2 separate regions of the Zea mays genome follow, and region 2 is linked to region 1. The links are chromatin contacts, called in public Hi-C maps. All regions are on one chromosome and are shown on one strand. Each heading gives the region's core, a stretch centred on a gene start, on an enhancer-like site or on the middle of the called end of the contact. The rest is flanking DNA. Distances are from core to core; before and after follow the strand shown. Region 1 holds the start of LOC103653996 (tetraspanin-6). Region 2 overlaps LOC100191678 (S-adenosyl-L-methionine-dependent methyltransferase superfamily protein).

Region 1 (3,148 bases), core at 179-2,678:
AAACACACAGAACTAGTAAAGTTGAATAGACAAGGAAAGAAAACTATTTACAGTTACCTGCAGCTCAAGCTTTTCACCTGATTGTGTCCTGACAGGAACAGCGTATAGATGAAGCTCTCCTGCTTGAATGATTAATTGTTAAAGCAGCAGCACATTCACAGGAATTTTCTCCATTTAAAAGCATGCAGGCAAGGTTTTTCAGGCAAAACAACAACAATACAGCATCCTAAATTACATATATGAAAGTTCTAACAGTCCAACTGAAACGTGTAATCTGATGTAGATGATTACTCTAACTGAGCTTGGCCAGAAAAACTAGATCACTACAAAGCACTAGTATTTTCAATACATTTATCCAAAATCACTAGTGTAAGCACAGCATACAAAACAACAAAGGAGCAGACATGTCACTCATTCAGCAATCAGCATAAATTCAGCCAAAGAACATACTAGATCAAAAGTATATTGTCCAACTGTACCCAGATAAAACACAATGTCCAAACGTGTTCACCATATTACTATTCAAGCAATACAATACAACTGCAGCATGTCAGTGTCAGTGATCAGTGAATAAGTAAAGAAACCATAGCCTCACCTTCAGCTGGCTTTCTTGCAGGCTGCACAACCTCCAGGGCATCCCCGTCTCCTTTCTCAACATTTTTCACACCATCCTCCGTGACGGGGGGTTCGTTTACTTCCCCATTCTCTGGATTCACCACTTCGGCTCCGTCAGTCGCCGGCACCTCTGGCTCAGCAGAGGCGGACTGACCAGCGCCCTGCGCCTTTCCTTTGTTCTTCCCACCCTTGGTTTTCCCCGCCATATTCCTGCTTTAAGCAGAAACCGACATCAACAAATCTAATTAGGCCAAAAAAATACAAATTCACATAACAGCATACACCATGGCTCTCTAAAGAGAGATATACATCGCCAGCTCTACATAACCACAACGCAACAAAATATCAGCCGAACTCACGATCTGCTGGAGGATCAAAACCCTAAACCCTCTCACCAATCGAGACTCCTCCACCTCAGCGGGACGCCCAGCCAAGATGGATTCGATCAAAACAGCGTTCATATAAAGGGGATTTGGTTGGGAAGTGAGAGTAACCTACCGCCGCCGCCGAAGCTTCGGCTCACGGAAGATGAGAGGCGGCGCGAAGACGAGAACGAGGACGGAGGGGGCTGCAATCGCCGGCCGCGCCTTTTATACGGATGGGCAGACCATCCTAATCTCTCGTGCGGCCTCTGCGACTGGGAGTCTGCCAGTCTGGGTCACACGCTCGCGTTGGTTTGCTTCTTTTCCTTATTTTTCTTTCCGTCGGCCATCGCTGCGCATGCACCAGCTTAGACTGTGGCAGCATATTGTGCATAGGGCATTGGTCATGTCTAAAAGTAGTTATTAAAATTAGATATTTCCTATATATTAAAGCCGAACAGAAACGGCAATGATGAGGCCATCCACGTCGTCAAAATTTTTTTGAACCGTCCGATCGTCAATCACCGGTTGATGTCTCATCTCGCTCGTAAAGCTCTCCGCTCAAAGCTCCACGGACGGAAACTGGCCTCCGCGACGCTTCCAGAACCAGCGCCTCATCCCCTTTCCCCCCTGATACGACTTCCAGAACCAGCGTCTCATCCCCTTTCCCCCCCTGATACGACGCTTCCTCTCCCCCTTCTGGGCAGCGACGCCTTGGGGAGCCGCCGCACGCTCCGCTCCCTGCACCTCATCCCCTTCCCCTACTCCCCCTCACACGACGTGCGGCGGTGCGAGGACCGGCCCTGGCACCAGCGCCCTCGGTGCCTGGAGCAGTGCAGGGAGGAGGAGCGGGAGAAGCGGCAAGAGCGGAGCAGGCACGAGGCCGACGACCGCAGCGGCGAGGGCTCGTCGGAGGATGAGCGCGAGCAGGAGAAGGAGGAGAAGCAGAAGGACCGGCAGTCGTACGTGTTCGACTGGCGCAGCCTCCGACGAGCGCGAGCAGGAGAAGGAGGAGAAGCAGAAGGACCGGCGGCCGTACGAGCAGTCCGGCTGCTGCAAGCCGCCGACGGCGTGCCAGTACAGCGGAGGCATGCCAGTCGGGGCGCAGGACGAGGACTGCTACCGGTGGAACGCCCCGGACATCCTCTGCTACCGGTGCGACTCGTGCAGGGCCGGCGTGATGGAGCAGGTGCGCCAAGACTGGCACAAGATCTTTGTGCTCGACGTCGCCGTGCTCGCCGCTCTCGTCTGCATCTGCTCATGCGGGTGTTGTGCCTTCAGGAACGCTCGCCACTCCCGGTCCCAGTACCCATACGGGGTAAACCAAACGTCCAAGATAAACCCACGCTGGGACTACTGGTACTCTAAGATAGAGAGTTCTGTTGTTTACTCTCTCTGCTTTCCCATTTATCGCCTCTTATTGTTTGTAGAGTAAAATTTAAAATAGGAGATGTGATTAGTAGGACCGCTGAAGATAACCTTATTGGGCAGTAAACAATCCCATGACCAAAACAAAACATGAATCTATGTGCTTTTATGCCTGTTTGTTTTCTATGGTTTTTAACGCTGCTTTATATGTGCTTTTTTTGCTGTAGGTGGCGATGATGGGGTGGTAGAAGAGAACAGATCTACTAGGCTAGCTGTAGCTTCTCAATGCATGTATGATATTTTGATCCAATCTTCTATGGTAAAAGATAAAATAACACTTGGGATCTGTATGTGTTATTAGCCCCTGTGGTACTCTATTTGTTTCCAGGTCTGCAGAGTTTAGTTTCTATAGATATTTGAGTTAAGAGGAGACTAAGCCATGAAGTAAAAGAGATGCCTAGTTTTTTCCCCTTCAATATGGTAGCCAGCATTGTATCATGTAGAATTTTAATCCAGGACAGAAGTGGTTCCATGTATATGGGGGAAACCAAACCACACAAGAAGTTATCAGCTATGCTTGTTCTACTGTTGGTGTGGCTTCTCTATCTCATTAGGTACTGTCTTCTGGACATAACTTATGATGTGATTACACTGGATTCCTTTACACTGAAGTCAAATCGGGGGCAGGCTATTCAGCAATGTTTCAGAAACATGTTCACTGGAATTCCGACAGCAGCCCATTTTTGGCACATAAAACAAAATACACAGACAAAAAAACAGAGAGAAAATCTCATACAGGCATA
Region 2 (3,148 bases), core at 468-2,967, 160 kb after region 1:
ATATTCTTTGCTTCTCCGGCTAACTACGCGTTCAGTTGTGGCAACAAATACTGAACTCTTCAATATTGTGGTCTAGGCCAATATATCAAACAAGATAAATCCTATATAATAGCATCTTGCATGTTCCATCATCATATCAAACTAACAATTTTGTTTTTCTATCATCATGTGACATTACCCAGTTGACCAAATGACTCTTGAAAAGAGGAGCATTTGCCACTTCTTGGCTTGCAAAGGTACTCTGACCTGCATCCATATATGCCAAGCATAAAAGTGTATTGCGTGTTTTGGTAGTAAGGTTCCTGATTAGCATGATGCACTTCTACGTGTTGGTTTACTAAAGAAGCACATGATCAAGCAAATAGGTGATACGCTACTTTATTTCTTATTCTTACATGCATCTGAGTTTTATGGTTTCTTCGGTCTTCTTTCTTTCTCCATTTTTTATTTGTTCTTAGTGAAGTTATGTCCAAAATTGATAAAAGGAATAGCTCATACAAACTTGATAGGTTGGTATCTTTTTTTATCAGCATTTTTTTTATTTATTTTAGCGTTTGTCACTTTCCAAAATCCTATTGTTGCGTAAATTATAAATCTTGCACGTTGTCACACGCGCGCAGTGCGCGCGTTAGCTACTAGTCTAAAACTACATAAGACACATTTTCCATCGGATGTGTTATCCGGTGAAGTAAATGACATGTTCGGTGCTACTATAATTGTCCAAGTTGTATTGTCAACCATTTTTATTTGTTTTTTTTTTCTTCCAAACTTTTTATTATTGTGACATATTTTACCTATCCCTTTAAAACATATGTTAGTCACAATAATATTGCACTGTCATTAGTTATCAAAACTAAACTACAACCTAGATGGTTTCGGTCGGCTTGGCCAGTTTACATTTCACACTAGTGTGACCTTTTTTGAGTACTACTTAAACCATCCTAGCCGGTTGTACAGTCCTTGGAGCCCAAAATCTCTCCTCGAAAAGATGATTTCGATGCAAATGAACTCCGATTCTCTAGGATGTCATTAAGTGCCACCCACGGTCAATCAACCGATCTCTTTGGTCTTCCGGTCAACTCCTCGACACATGTCCGTTGCTGCTCCATCGAATCCATTTGAGTTTTACTATCGCCATAGACTATCTCTACTAGTCTTATCCATCACATTAATTATTTCAAACTACAGACTACAATATAACGGTGTTTTGTACTGCCATAGCCTTAGAATCCTAGGCAAAAGACTGTCACGCAGCCAGATTGCAGATCAACGGATGCACAGGCGCGCGCACATGCGGCTCTGTTGACGCCATCTCAGACCAAATCCACGGCGTTCGTGCACCGATCCATGACTGTTTCAACGCTCCAGGCTTGCACTGCAGCAGCTACTCCCCTCCGGCTATTTCATTGAAATAAAGCTGCCCTGGCTTTAATTTGCCACGCCGAGAGGCAGAGCATGTGCCGGGCACATGCTGCATGCGCCGCTCACCAGGAAGCATCCGCGGAGCAACAAAGGTGTGTCGCTGCTGCTTCCATGTCAGTCAGGGCCAAATAAATCGCATGTGCTCATTGTCATTGGTTCGCATGCGTTCGCAGCAGCACTGGCGCACTGCACAGAGGCAGTGAAAGCGAAGCTCGAGGTCCACGACAGCGTGTGTGAATGAATTCCTCCAGAGAAGCTTCCAGCTGCGACGGCGAGCGACATCGCGTTCGCGTAGCAGTGGAGGCAGGAGGATCGGCAACGCAGGGCCGTGGTGGGCCTTCGTGCCCATCCAGTCCACTCTGCATTTTCTTTCGCCGTCGTCGGGATGCAGACGCGTGCGTCCCTCCAACAGGTACGAGCAGGCCGATCGCGCCAGCAGAAACAACACAAACAACAGCATATTTTCTGGGAGATAAGCACTAGAAACTAAAATTTGACATATTTAAGCAGCAGGATTCACATGGCATTCATCAAGATAATTTGCTTCAGTTCCCACTGACAGATATGTCACTCGTCTACACGCACATCGAATAAAATACAACAAATTACAATCGCTATTTCGTACATCCAAAAAAAAATCCTGGGTGCAAACCCATGCTTGGTCAAAATTGTTTGTTGCCCAGCGCATCAAATTTCATTGGGATTTGTGGATATCTGAATACTCATACCTTACTCCTCTTGGTACCTTTCTTTTCAGCTTCCCTGTCACAAAAATACCAACACATATGAGAAAACGATGATATGAGACAAATACCGATAGGAAGTGAAAATGACATGTCAAATAATTCTTACCAGTCTCGCCTCAGCTTGAATTGCCATTTCCTTTTTGTCTTCTTGCCACTCACCTGATTCTTCTCTTGAACACCCGAGAAGCTCACAGGGCCAGATTTTTTAGTTTTAACAGAATCTATCTTCCTTTTGTGGCTCGTTTGCTTGGTTTGTTCACGTTGCTCTTCTTTCCCATCTCCATTTGTTTCAGTGCTTTCAGGGCCATCAACTTCCTTGGTATCGGTATCCTTATTTTTATTGAGATGCTTTCCTGACCTATTAGGTTCACGTTTATGCCCTCCAGCCTCTTTGGTCACACTTGTTCTTTTATTAGTCACCTTACTCTTTTTATGATTTATCATCTGCACAGTTTTTTCATCTTTACCAGGAACAGCTGTCTCCTGTTCATTAGAAATAACTTTCTCATCTTCTCCATCGGCCTTCTCAGCTGCTCCTTCGGACGCTTTAGGCTGCTCAGAAGTCACCGGGATTGTATTGCTTAACTTTTTCAGCTGTATGGAATAGCACAAAAAACATGGCATGTCAATAGATGCTCTAAAATACTACCTCTGTCCTGTGTGTTCTTTTTAGGATCTCACCTGCGCAAATTTTTCAAATTACTCTTCAAAAATTATATATTAACAACATTGATGAAATTACAATGTTTGGATGTTATCAAATTATATTTTGTGATGCTCGATACTAATCTTCATGTAAAAATATATAATTATTTCCTGTACACAAGCGGTAAAACTTTAAAAACTGAACGCATGCATTCATTTCTAGGATGTCAATTATTTTAGAACAAATGTTACAATTAGAGTCCATATATAAGAGACTTCAGATCCAATGCACTATAACCAATCCAACATGCAAGTGCCCAGTTTAATTATTTGCC

The links. Hi-C and Micro-C count contacts between places; a contact is called where the count stands out from the background.
Region 2: a Hi-C map of leaf shows a contact between it and region 1, with 7 times the contacts expected there. The contact joins the enhancer-like site here to the promoter of LOC103653996 in region 1. A contact is called at or near these places in 2 of 25 Hi-C or Micro-C datasets (ear and leaf).

Annotation. Positions count from the first base shown.
Region 1 is chr4:167,737,223-167,740,370 of Zm-B73-REFERENCE-NAM-5.0, forward strand. LOC103653996 (tetraspanin-6) reads left to right here and starts at 1,429. Exons shown (of 3, transcript XR_004857869.1): 1 at 1,429-2,336; 2 at 2,573-2,636; 3 at 2,734-2,996. It overlaps LOC103653997 (clustered mitochondria protein), which reads right to left and starts at 1,395. Exons shown (of 29, transcript XM_008680820.2): 1 at 1,114-1,395; 2 at 596-825; 3 at 58-119. The coding sequence starts at 821.
Region 2 is chr4:167,900,469-167,903,616 of Zm-B73-REFERENCE-NAM-5.0, forward strand. It overlaps LOC100191678 (S-adenosyl-L-methionine-dependent methyltransferase superfamily protein), which reads right to left. Exons shown (of 17, transcript NM_001137107.1): 16 at 2,275-2,762; 17 at 1,940-2,184. The coding sequence ends at 2,145. Among protein-coding and RNA genes, the nearest start is that of LOC100191678, 8.7 kb to the right of the region's middle. Within about 2 kb of position 1,718, at least 18 of the 20 cell types and tissues checked have an H3K27ac peak or open chromatin away from gene starts, as enhancers often do. A contact at or near this core is called in ear and leaf, where this site is marked.